Regions from separate parts of the Capra hircus genome. Here region 1 is linked to region 2. The links are chromatin contacts, called in public Hi-C maps. All regions are on one chromosome and are shown on one strand. The core of a region is the stretch at or near the end of the contact, and the rest is flanking DNA. Distances in the headings are between cores, read along the strand shown. Region 1 has its middle 23 kb from the start of PRPF4B. Region 2 overlaps PXDC1 (PX domain-containing protein 1).

The links. Hi-C and Micro-C count contacts between places; a contact is called where the count stands out from the background.
Region 1: a contact with region 2 is called in a Hi-C map of liver, with 7 times the contacts expected there. The contact joins two enhancer-like sites. A contact is called at or near these places in 3 of 5 Hi-C or Micro-C datasets (blood and liver).

What each region holds. Positions count from the first base shown.
Region 1 is chr23:15,532,675-15,539,076 of ARS1.2, reverse strand. No RefSeq gene overlaps it. Among named protein-coding and RNA genes, the nearest start is that of PRPF4B, 23 kb to the left of the region's middle. Within about 2 kb of position 2,401, at least 3 of the 5 cell types and tissues checked have an H3K27ac peak or open chromatin away from gene starts, as enhancers often do.
Region 2 is chr23:15,438,019-15,444,356 of ARS1.2, reverse strand. PXDC1 (PX domain-containing protein 1) reads left to right here. Exons shown (of 5, transcript XM_013974193.2): 2 at 1,809-1,900; 3 at 2,378-2,495; 4 at 6,062-6,173; 5 at 6,337-6,338. Among named protein-coding and RNA genes, the nearest start is that of PXDC1, 14 kb to the left of the region's middle. Within about 2 kb of position 3,781, at least 3 of the 5 cell types and tissues checked have an H3K27ac peak or open chromatin away from gene starts, as enhancers often do.

The sequences.
Region 1 (6,402 bases), core at 1,152-3,651, 96 kb before region 2:
CTCAGGGAGCTTTGCACCTTGTAGCTTTCTACGTTCACCAGTTGCTTTTGTCTTCCAAATTTAATCCTGGACTTTTCCAGTCCTGTCCATTTTTATGGTTACTACCCTATCTATCTCTTCATCCTTTTACGCATGTATTTATTCTTTTTAAAAAACTGTATTTATTTTTGGCTGTGCTGGGTCTCCGTGGCTGTGCATGGGCTATCTCTAGTCGCAGGAATTGAGGACAACTCTTCCTCGTGGAGCCGGGCTTCTCATTGCAGTGGCTTTTCTTGTTGCAGAGACGGGCTCTAGAGCCCTTGGGCTTCAGTAGTATTTGTGGTGCACAGGCCTAGTGGACCAGGGAGTGAACCCGTGTCCCCTGCATTGGCAGGCAGATTCTTAACCCCTGGACCACCAGGGAAGTCCTATCTATTTACTTTTAATCTGTATGTGACTTTAAAATGGGTTTCTTCTGGACAACATTCAGTTTGATCCACCTTGATAATCTGCGTTTTTACGGTGCGTTTAGACCATTGATGTGGGCCTGTGATTTTGAGGAAGTCTTGGCAAGTCTCAATAGCAAACAGACCTGCTTGGACATATTAATTTTAACGGTAGGTGAGACAAGGCAAGTAAATGCCAAGGATATAACAAGCATTCGATAAACATTAGGCATCATCCTCAGGATTATCGTTTCTACTCGTTGGCTCCAAAATTCACCCCTTGTGCGTCTTCTTGCTGGTTTAGTGGGTCTGAGACCGTGCTGTTTGTTAGCCCGTCTATTTTCACTCATAGATCGTCACTTCCAACATTCTGTTTCAAGTCACATCGAAGGAAGTGTTCATTTTACTGACTGTCACAGGGCATCTTTCCACATAAAATGAACCGATTTATAGTCATTGCTCACAGCTGTTTCTTTCTTTCTTTTTTTTTGAAGGAAAGTCCATTTTCCTTAGTTGATTGCAAAGAACAGTGATTAATTCAGCTCACCAGCCTGCTGCAGCAAAAAGCTCAACAGGGCCTCATTGTGCGAAGCCCACTGGTCCCTTAAGCATACATTTCTGAGTTTGCCAGGATTTCCTGTGCCCGGCCTGGAGTTCCAGAGGTCACTTAATCCACCCTCCTCCTGTCTCCTTCTCTATTTTTAAAGACCTCTCAGTGAAAATAGAGCCTGTTTTTCCCTGGCACTGGGCCATGGGGAGAGGGGAATTTGGCAGCATCTGTGTTTCAGGATTCTGTGGACAGGAGAGTGGGCACCTTCCTCCCCAGGTCACTCGCCAGCACCTGGGAGGGCAGTCTGACGCTGCAGTCGCTGGAGATGTTTAAGGGGCAAAGGCAGGCCTGGCTCCTCCCTGCCTGCGTCCAGAGAGGGAGGAGGTTTGCGGTGATGAAACCCAGAGCAGGCCCCAGGGCAGCGGGCAAACACGCTGTGCTCCTCCTGCCGCGGCTCCTCTGCGAGGGACACCCCTTGCTGGACCCAGGCGAGGGCAGACCCAGGGGCGTGCGGAGGAGGGCGGGGAGAGAGCTGCCCGGGAGGCGCGGGCCTTCCCCACAGCTGACGGTGAGGCGGGCGCCAGCTGGTGGGGCCGAGCCTCGGTGGTTGGCCGACCCGGAGGCACCTTCTCTCTAGCGGCTGCGGCCCAGCTCGGTGGACAAGACCTTGCGGACGTGGTTGGCGGCTGCCCGGACTCTCCTCTTCGCTCTGCAGCGTGACCTTGGACCGAAGCGTCTGTGCTTGTCTGCAGAGCAGTCACCGCGCCGCCGGCCGTGCACTTGGGCCCTGGGCAGGCCCCGCCGTGACAGCTCCTGCCCTCCAGCACCTGCAGTCCAGCCGGGGAGGAAAAGTGGGCCCAGGTGACCGGTCCTGGCCTCCGGGCCGGACAGGCCGCAGGAAACAACGTCCTTCCGGTCCTTCACTGCCTCGCTCCTTCTCCTGACCCGAGCTGTGCTTACTCTTTTTGTCACGCTCTTACGTGTGTCTTAAAGCTCATATATCTGCATGTTTTCCTTTTTTTATAGGTTAACTAAGATCTCACTTCTTCCTCTCCCCAGTTCTCTGGCCCATCCTTCAGCAGTTCTGAATCCCTACTGCGTCCGTTTCTGCTAGCTAGTTCTTATTCACGAACCACGTGCTCGGGGCGGTGAAGTGCACCGCAGCCATTTTATTCTCTTCATCGCGAGGACAAGTTACACCGGCCGGGTTTCCTAGCTCGGTAATATATTTTGGTCTTAGAGTTTCTCCGGAACTCTCCCATATATATTTTTTCATATATTTAAAAGTCCTGGACTTCTCTGAAGGAGGCATTCTTTGGACCTCTAATTTGCAGACGTGGAAGCAATGGCTCAGGAGACTCTGCAGTGAGTCTGTGGCGGGGCCAGGCTGGGAGCCAGGGCCTCTGACTCTGCGTTCCCTGCTCACGTGTCATCAACACACTGGGAAGGAAGGAGGAGCCTGCTGTCCTGTGGAAACATGTAAAACTCATGTGGGCTAAACGGAGATATTCCAAACAGCTGTCACCTCTGCAAAAGTGATCGAGATGTTGGCTTTTAAGCTGCCAGTCGCCCGAGGTGGTGGGAGGATGCGATCTGAGCCAGGCAGCTGGACTTTAGGAAGTCGAGTCTGTATCTGCCTGACACCAGGACACAGCAGAAGGTCGGGTTTCCAGGACAGTTGGCAAGAATGTCTCTGTTTCTCTGTGTTTCCCAGAGAAGCACACTGCTGCAAAGGCAGAAATCGTTGGTTTTTCTCCAGCTGCTTAGCTATTAAGAAGCAAGAAGCGCTGTTTTCCTTCAGGGCGCTCCTCAGAGAAAACAGTGGGGCCCTTCCAGGACACAGATAAGAACGCTGGGCAAGTGTACTTGCCTGATGTCATGGGCTCTCTTCCGCTGGTCCATCTGGGGCATCGCTGCCCGGAGAGGCCACAGGCTCCAAACCAGAGACGGCCTCGCAGGCGTGGAGGCCGTGGTTCGAGCCAGGAGCATGTGACAGGCTGAGCGGGGCCAGAGGGGATGCCCTCTGGCCACGTGCGGAGCAAGGCGTCCCTTCCCTGTGACTGTTCCATGTGACGTGTGCTAGGAATCAGCAATCTCACACAGCTCGCCTTCGCTTTATAACAATACTGAAAAGACAAAGTCTGATGTGTCTGGAAGCAGTTTTCGAAGCCTGCAGGATGTGGCAGGTGTCAGAGACTGGCTGCCGGGTTATTATTTACAGGACTGTTCACTGGATAAGTAGCCCATGAGGCTCAGGCCCAGGCCCGATGCTGCACATAGAACCCCCTCCCGTGGTTGGAATTGAAACTAGAATCATTGGCTTGATGGGCTTTCTCTTTCCCTGGAAACAGGAAATAGAGTCTCAGCTTTCTCCCCAAGCCTCAGGCCACAGGGCTGGTGCAGGAAACACCAGAAAACAAAGATACATGCGTGAACCTGAGGACTGCAGACACATCTCTGCTTTCAGCCTCGCGGGGTCCCTGGGTCCCCATGCCTTCCCCTCGGCTGGTCCCAGCATAACTCTCCACATCTCGGGGTCGCTTCCCGTCTGCACACAGGCCACATTGTGAGTGGGAGAAAGAGTTCACAGGAGTGGATGTAGATTTCCGTGGGGCCAGATGGGCGCTGTGTTTGCAACACGCCTGTACCATCACAAACCAGCCCAGAGAGGCGGGGACCTAGGTGGGTCGGATCGATCCTGCAGCCATGCTGTCAGCTTGCAAAGCTTCAGCCCGCTCCCCTGACAGCCTGGAATGTCTGCCCTGCGCCTGCAGGGAGCACAGGGTCCCAGGTGAGGTCACAGCACAGCTGCATCACCCACTTCCTTAGGGTGGTCGGCACCCTGAAACGCTTTCCTGAGCCATGTGTCTAGGGCAGGACCCCGCTGACTGCTGAACCTGCCAGCCAGAGGTTCGTGGCACAGGGAAGGGTGGATGCCCCTCGGGCACCCACAGCAGCTGCACCCTCACCAACCCTTGCCTAGGGGAGCCCGGAGGCAAGGGGGAAAGCTACCAGTTGTCTCTGGAAATGGCCAGCCTGGCTTCAGACTTCCTTTAGAGTGCTTGCTAAAATAGCATCTTAGACGTGTGTTAAGGACACTGCCATCCCAGCTGCGGTTTACAGGGGCATGAATACTGCTTTAAAAAGAAGCCCAGTTGGGAATCCGAATCGTCATTCTCTCCAGAGACCTGGTTGCCAGCGCCTCCAACTGGTCCCGTTATTTCAGGCACCTCACTGTTTTCCTTCCTGGTTTCCTCACTGCCTTCCTCCCTTTATGAGTTTGTTCCCCTGTGGGAGGAATAGCCAAAAACCTCAGTTGTTTTCAGAATACTTAAAATAATCTGTTTTATGTTGGGACATAGCCGATTGTAACAATGTGGTTAGCATCAGGTGTACAGCAGCGACTCAGTTCTGCAATTATATGTACATATCCAGAATACTTATAACGTTTTCATTTATTTATTTTTATTGTAGGATAATTGTTTTACAATATGGTGATGGTTCTGCATACATTAAGATGAGTCAGCCGTAGGCTGTGTCCCCTCCTTCCTGAACCCCCTCCCACCGCCCTCCCCACCCCACCCCTCCAGCCTGTCACCGGGCACCAGCTTTGGGTTCCCTGCGTCGTACATCAGACCCTCACTGGCCGTCTGTTTCATGGTCGGGTATACGTTGCAATGCTGCTCTCTCAAACCACCCCACCCTCTCCTCCCACTGTGCCCCAAACCACCCCACCCTCTCCTCCCACTGTGCCCCAAACCACCCCACCCTCTCCTCCCACTGTGCCCAAAAGTCTGTTCTTTATGTCTGTATCTCCTTTGCAGCCCTGCACGTAGGATCGTTGGTACTATCTTTCCAGATACCAAGCTGCTGCTACTGCTGCTAAATCACTTCAGTCGTGTCCGACTCTGTGCGACCCCATAGATGGCAGCCCACCAGGCTCCCCCGTCCCTGGGACTCTCCAGGCAAGAACACTGGAGTGGGTTTCCATTTCCTTCTCCAATGCATGAAAGTGAAAAGTGAAAGTGAAGTCGCTCAGTAGTGTCTGAGTCTTCGAGACCCCATGGACTGTAGGCTACCAGGCTCCTCCGTCCACAGGATTTTCCAGGCAAGAGTACTGGAGTGGGGTGCCATCACCTTCTCCGCTAGATACCATAAATATGCATTCATATATGATAATTGTCTTTCTCTTTCTGACTTCAGTCTGTATATAATAGACTCTAGGTTCATCCACATCATTAGAGCTGACTTAAATTTGTTGCTTTTTATAGCCGAGTAATATTCCTTTGTGTATGTGTACCAGAACTCCCTTATCCTTTCATCTGCTGATATACACAGAATACTTTTGATTTACTTTTTCAAAGAGTAAACCTTTTAGTTGAGCAAAATTTTGGCAGAGAAGTGCACATGCTCTGAGGATGCAGCTCCGAGACGGGCCACGAAATGAACGCATTTATGTAGCAAGGCGCCCAGGTACGGAAATGACATCCGCAGTGCCCTGGAATCCCCGCAGGAGCCCCTTCCATCCCTGTCCGCCCACAGGGGCTATCTGCTGGACTCCATTGCTGGGAGTCGACTTTGCTTATTGTGAACTTTTCTTAAGCGGACTCATGCCACAGTGTGTCTCTGAGACACACCCATGCTGTTGAGTGTAGAATTGCTCAAGAGTCCTTGAACTTGTGGTTTGCTCTGAAAGAACACTTAAGGAATAGCAAGTAGAAGAAAGTGACTTAGGACACAGATGGGAGACTTCAGAGACCTTGGCCTTCTGCGTGTCTGAGCTGGAGGTGGAAGATGAGTTAAGACCCCCCGGCCCCCAGCCCCCTGTTCCACTCTGAGGTGTTGCTCCCAGCTTCCTCTCTCTCCACCCCTGATTGACAATCAGAATGAGGTCAGTTTGTGTGCTGCTTGTTTGCCTTCTGGAAACACTTCTCCCGTGAGACTGGGCCAATGCAGGAGACACAGGAGACATGGGTTTGATCCCTGGGTTGGGAAGAAGCCCTGGAGGAGGGAACGGCAACCCACTCCAGTGTTCTTGCCTGGAGAATCCCATGGACAGATGAGCCTGGTGGGCTGCAGTCCATGGGGTGGCAGAGTCACACATGACTGAGTGACTGAGTGCGCAGGTCACACTGGAACTGATGGACGGTCCTGCGAGCTGGGCAGCGATCAGAGAAGGGTGAAGTTGGGGATGGTCTTGAGCCATGACGGGCTTTACAGCTGCAGCAGGACGGTGTGCTGGGCTGAGGTGGGGGACAGACCCCCGTGGAGGCACTGCGCTGAGGCCCCAGGTGAGGGGAGACAGCTTGAGTTGCAATAACATCACATTGGAAAAAAAATAAAGAGCAAAAAGATATATGTATATTTCAAAGACACACACAAAAAGATAGTAGGTGTTGATCAGTAAATGTAAGATGCAGTACAAAG
Region 2 (6,338 bases), core at 2,532-5,031:
AACCGTAGCCTTGACTAGACGGACCTTAGTCCTTACAGAATGTAAAAACACGACGACCGTGTCGTGAGCCTGAGTGATTTAACAGCAGTTTTCTAGGTGTCATAAAAACCGAAATGTGATGGTTTTCTTGTCTAAGAACAAAGAAGCACCTCGTGGGGATGATTTCTACAACTGTCCTCTCTAAAAGCTTTTCAGAGGATTTTTGCAGTATCCCTCTTTCCCTCCATAGACTTGTCCACAGCAGGAGCAAGATGGAGATGTGTGTGGGGTGTGTGTGTGTGTGTGTGTGTGTGTGTGTGTGTGTGTGTGGACTTCTAAACGAGCACTCAGGCCTGGGAGGATGTGTCCTGAGACCCTGAGACTCTGCCCCGGGTGTAGCTTCTTCCCTTCCTCCTGCCCCCAGCCTGCCGGGCGGCGGTGGGGCGGGCAGCCTGGGAGAGAGGAGTGGCTCAACCCCGTCTCTCTGCCAATGGCTGGGGCACCACGTGGCGGGCAGCACAGGGTGTGTGGACCAGAGTCTGGGGTCTGCGGCCAGCCGCCTGGGCCCACGTGGCCGAGAGCGCTTGTCAGGACCAGACAGGCCACTGCGGAGCAGTGAGTTGGTGATGGACAGGGAGGCCTGGCATGCTGCGGGTCCGCAGGTGAAGGGGCACTGGTCTGTCTCCAGGAAGTTCAGGGACCAGCTCCTGACCTTGGCTGCACATCCTCGACTCCGGCTGATGCGAGGGGCCTCTGGATTTCAGTCAGGCAGCTTAGGAAGTTAATTTTATCTCAATGTGGATTTAGTGAGTTGCCTGCAAAATGAACCACCATTCTCCTATCTGACAAAACCGGGACTTCTGAAAACAGATTCAGTGACTGAAAGTAGTTCTGGGATGCCAGCCTCTGTGGTTTGGGTCCCGGGTCACGTGAAATGTCCTGGGAATCCGTGTTGCTCCTGGGAAGCTGATGTGAAGGGCCGGTCCTGGGAAGGTCGGCGCTCTGCACGGCTCACGGGGAAACGGAAACACACCCCAGCTCTCTGTGCTGTTCAGTTCAGCTGCTCGGTCGTGTCCGACTCTTTGTGACCCCATGGACCGCAGCATGCCAGGCCTCCCTGTCCATCACCAACTCCTGGAGCTTGCTCAAACTCATGTCCATCGAGTCAGTGATGCCATCCAGCCATCTCGTCCTCTGTCGTCCCATTCTCCTCCCGCCTGTTAGCTCTCGTATTTTAAAGACAAAACACTGCGCTTTCTAGTAGCCAGTCAGGATGTCTGGTAGCTGGAATGAGGGGTAAAACACAGGTTCCTGGAAGGTGCCATGAGTCACGCCCATGCTGGTTTTCTCTGAGTAAAGATCTGGTTTTTCCCTTCTAACCCCACATCTAAATGACTTCTCTAGTACAGGCTCCATTTCCAAGGGCCCTGTGGTCGCCTTGGCTGTGTCACCGGGGGCAGGGAGGGGCAGCTTCCCTGGCCGCAGCCACCACAGACACTGGCGGGGCCAGGGTCTGGCCCTGCCCGCTGTGCAGGGTGTGGATGGAGCTGGCCTGCCTGTCCCACTCGGAGAGGCCTTCGGGGCCTCTGTGGATTTCAGCCGGCCCCTCTTCAGCACATGCCTTCATCTTTGGGTCGCTGAGACCCGGACTGGGGCTGAGGACCAGGCTCCCAGGGCAGGACTGGGCCCACGCGAGGCTGAGTGCCCTTCTGTGGAGGGCGACCCCAGGGTGGCGTCCCCGCTGCGGGCGGCCTGTTGGCCTGTGTTTCATTTGGGAGCCCATGTCCTGGTCTGCTCCTCTGATGGAGGCCTTTCTGCTTCGACCCCAGGACTGATCGCCATCAAGGAGGCCCATGACATTGAGACCAGGCTCAACGAGGTGGAGAAGCTTCTCAAGGCCATCATCAGCATGCCGCGCAAGGTGGGGGTGCGGGCAGGAGGGCAGGGCGCTGGGTGGGTGACATCGAGACCAGGCTTAACGAGGTGGGGAAGCTTCTCAAGGCCGTCATCAGCACGCCGCGCAAGGTGGGGGTGCGGGCGGGGGGCGGGGCAGGGCACTGGGTGGGCCAGTGGGTGGCAGGCGCCCTCCTGGAGGCTTCGGGGGCGGGGCGGGGCCAGGAGCCAAGGAGAGGGCGCCTCCCTGGGCTCTGGGAGCTCCAGTGTTTTCTCCCCCCGGGAAGAAGCGGAAGCAGGGGCTCACAGTTTACTGGAAAGTGAGGGGGACGTGTGTGAAACGCTGGCACAGACCTGGCCTGCGTTGCTCCCACGGTCTCCATCCTGCCTTCCCTGGGCCCCGAGCCCCCCAAGCTCGCCGAGCCGCTGATCGGGGCGGGGGACGTGGCCCAGGCCATCCCGCCAGCAGGGGAACGCATGTAGGAAGGAACATGCTTCTCCCCAGTACTCCAGGTCAGAAGTCGTGCTCACCTTCTTCGAGAGATCGCCCCTGGATCAGGTGTTAAAGAGTGACAACGTGCATAAGATCCAGCCCAGCTTTCAGAGTCCGGTGAAGATCTCAGGTGAGAGCGCGGGGGAGGGCGGGGCGGTGTGAGCGCAGCGCGGCCGAGGGGCCCGGACACCTTCCCAGCCCCTGTCCACGTGCTGGGCACGCCTGCCCCCCTCGGGGCCCGAAGAAGGACAGGAGCGGAGGGGAGGGGCTGCTTCCAGACCTTGTGAAACGGTGCGCGTCTCCCTGCTGGCCTGCTGCTTGCCCGCTGCCTGCTTCCAAAGGTGTCTAAGTCGGAACTTACTTTTAAAAAAGAAATGGTCTGTGAGGAAAGCATTAGTGAGGCGTCTTGAAGCGAATGGCTGGAATCCATCACCAAGCGCAAAAATACGAGTTCAGCTTGCGCGGCATTGCCTTTGCTCTGGGCTTTAGGGCAGGTGGGACAGAAAGGGACACCCGGTGTGTAGCTCCTCAGTGTGGGCCTTGGGCCGCGCCTTCTGGCAAAAGTCAGCAGCGGGAGGAGATGGCCAGCTGTCCTGCAGGTCTCAGGGGAGCGAGGGGGAGCCGGGGCTCAGCCCACTGGCAGCTTCCTCTAATCCAGGCTTCGCACGTCACTGCGGTGCTAGACTCTCTCCTCGGTGCTGCAGGCGAGGCTCTGAGGAGCGTTTTGTAGGGAGAGGTCTGTCCCGGGAGCCCAGGAACTTGTCTGGGCCCGGGCGAGGTCCTGTGGGACCACGCCCCGGGGGTCGGGGAGGGTGCTCCCACTGGAGGTAAGATGTACCTTCGTCATTCACTGAATGGAGAACTGAACGTATCCAGATGAGAGGAGGGTCAGTTCAGGAGTCCTTTCCATAACACGGTTCCTTACGGCAGCGCCGCCAGCCCCTGAGGTCCTGGCCGCCGAGAGCCGCCCCGCTCCCAGTGTCGGTCTGTGTTGGGGGTGTGCACAGACTCGGGGATCCCTAGGCCGGGCCTCCCCCCAGGACACGTGGTCAGTACCCACGTGGGCCACCCCGGATCTGACTTCCTGGCTCATTGATTTGTTGATTTCCTGTGGTCCTAGGCAGGTCAGGATGTGGCCCGGCTGGGTCTCCCGTCACTGCGGAGCCCTGCTCGGAACAGGCCTTCAGCCTCCTCCCCGCCGGGCCTGTCTCCTCTCTCCCGCAAGCCCGCCCATGCACGTCCACTCCGGTCCTGCTAAATTCCCCTCGCTCCTGAAAGGGCCCTGGCCCGCGCTCACCACCTTTCCTCCCAGACTTCTCTGACGTTGCCTCTCGGGAGGGGCCGCCGCCTGGGGGGCAGCCCTGCCTCGCCTCACTCAGGCCTCCAGGCTGACCGGCTGGGGGCCAGGCCTCCACTAGGTGGCGCCAGGCGCTCGTGGCTTAAGGACCAGCCGCCTCCCGGGGCCTTGGTTGTGGCAAGAGCTCTGGCCTCTTTGGCGAGGCTTTGAGTCGATGGAAACGGAAACATTCTTCACACCATGTTAATCTAAAAGCTTGTTACCAACTCTGAGAAAGCTGTGCAGCTTAAAAGGAAGCATACACCTTTGAACTGATATCAGCCACAAAACCCAGAGTATTCAGGTTTGGGAAGGCTGGAAATATAATTTAACTTTTTATTACTACTAAGTCACTTCAGTCGTGTCCGACTCTGTGCGACCCCACAGACAGCAGCCCACCAGACTCCTCCGTCCTTGGGATTTTCCAGGCAAGAGTACTGGAGTGGGGTGCCATTGCCTTCTCCGAACTTTTTATTAGCCAGGCATTTGTACAGTCTCAGCCTTAATTTTCACCAGCGTTTGTTAGAGTCTTTATAAAAACTATCTCATTTAACGTCCCCCCCAAAAGTGCCCCTTAGGATAGACACTGTTATTCCCATTTTACAGGCTTCTGCTGCTGCTGCTAAGTCGCTTCAGTCGTGTCCGACTCTGTGCGACCCCATAGACGGCAGCCCACCAGACTCCTCCGTCCATGGGATTTTCCAGGCAAGAGTACTGGAGTGGGTTGCCGTTGCCTTCTCCTATTTCACAGGCTAAAAAACAGCAAAGAGTAACCTCCTTCACAGGCTTAAGTGGTAGACCTGGAGTTCCCTGGAGGCCCAGCTGGCTTCTCTTCGCCGACATTAAGGAATGGTGTGCAACAAACGTGTTCCGGGCTCTGGCTCCATTTTCTAGATTCCGTGTTCCAGAACTGCGAATCTCACGGTTAATAAAGGCGAGGAGATTCCTATGTGAGGTGGCTACTCGCAGCACTCATGTTTGTTTTCACTTGTAGGGTCCTTTCCCCCCCAGTTCCCCTGGAGAGGGGTGGGCGAGAGGATTTGGAGTTGTCAGCTGGCTGTGCTGAGGTCGCTGAGGTTTTACATGCTTCCTGGGGCAGATTTGAGTCAGTTAATAAAAGCAGAAAAGAAGGTGGTCCTGCGGGCTCCCCGGTGGTCCAGTGGTTAAGATCCACACTCCCAAGGCAGGGGGGCTGGGGTCAATCTAGTCAGGAAACTAAGATTCCACGTGCTGCACAATGCGGCCCCAACAATTGTTTTTTAATTTAAAAGAAAGAGTGGCTCTGTGCTGTCCCACGTTTTGCGCTGTGAGGTTGGGGGTCTTGCTCCCGCTGTCAGGGCCCGTCCCCTGTGGGTCTCTCTACCCACTCAGGCACTTGTCAGCCTCCTCTTTGCACCCGGTGGTGCCCTTGACCTTGGCGGTTACAGTCACGACTTCTTGCTGGTTTTCGGCTCCTTCTTCTGACTCACGAGCTTTCTCAGGCGGTGGGGTCTGGGGGCGCTCCACCGGGAGAGGAGGTCGAGGACAAGCCGCTTGTTGGTGCCGCTCACGGGGGGCAGGTCCAACGGCCCACCTGGAAGGGCCACTGAGATGTGCGCTGTCCCTTCTCCAGAAAGTTGGAGGAAGTTTCAGCCATTACTTGGCAAATCTGTCTGATGAACAGTCATTTGGTCCTGGGAGCGGGAGAAGGAAGCCTAGTTTCCTGCCTTCTTTTTTGTGTGGTTTCCCTAAGTGTCTTCCTACGGAGAGAAGCTGAGAAAACTGAGATGCGAGTACCTAAAATACCTGTAAAGATTACAAGCAGACACGAAATTACAGTCTCACTTGTTTAAAACGAGCAAATCTGTCCATGGGGATAAAATAATCTAAATGATGGTTATGGTATAAGAAATAAAAGGAAACGGTGCCCCAGACAACCAGGGCATCAGACGCCCGCCGAGATGGCAGCACGGGGCGTCCTGTGGCCTGACCGGGGCAGAGAATGCTGCTGTGAGCTGTCCACGTGCGTCAGGGCCTGCGTGGAAGACGGTGGTGCCTTGGGAAAGCAGGAATCTGGAGTGTTTTTAAGCACGTTTTTAAAGTGAGGTAGGTGGAAGGCCTGAGCGTGGGGCTTACTGACCAGGGTTAGCAGTTGGGGGCCAGCCAGCGTTCAGGCAGCTGCCGCCCTGGTAATGCCCCCCAACCCCAGCCCCCGGTGCCTGTTCTTGGGGTTTGTGGTCTGCTGAGGGAAGGGCTGGGCACGCAGTCCAGGAAGCGTCAGCCGGAGGAGGAGGACGAGAGGAGACGTGTGAGCCCCAAACGTCAGAACTTCAAACCCGGACCCCCTTGTGAATTACCTCCCCCATTGCTCTCGTTTTCAGAAATCATGAGGTCCAATGGATTCTGTTTAGCAAATACGGAAACGATCGTTATTGACCACAGTATTCCGAACGGCAAAGACCAGCTCGGGGCTGTGGACCCCACGGAGCACCTGTAAGTGGGCTGATTGTCGCTGGCAGGGCCCAGCTGGGTTCGCGGGTTCTGCCCTGTCTGTGCTCACGGGCCGGAAGCCTGCACTCCGCGGGCAGCCCTTCCCCGCCTGGGGTGCTCGGGGGTCAGGCGCCCGCCCAGCCTCACGGCCTGCCTCCTCGCGCAGGT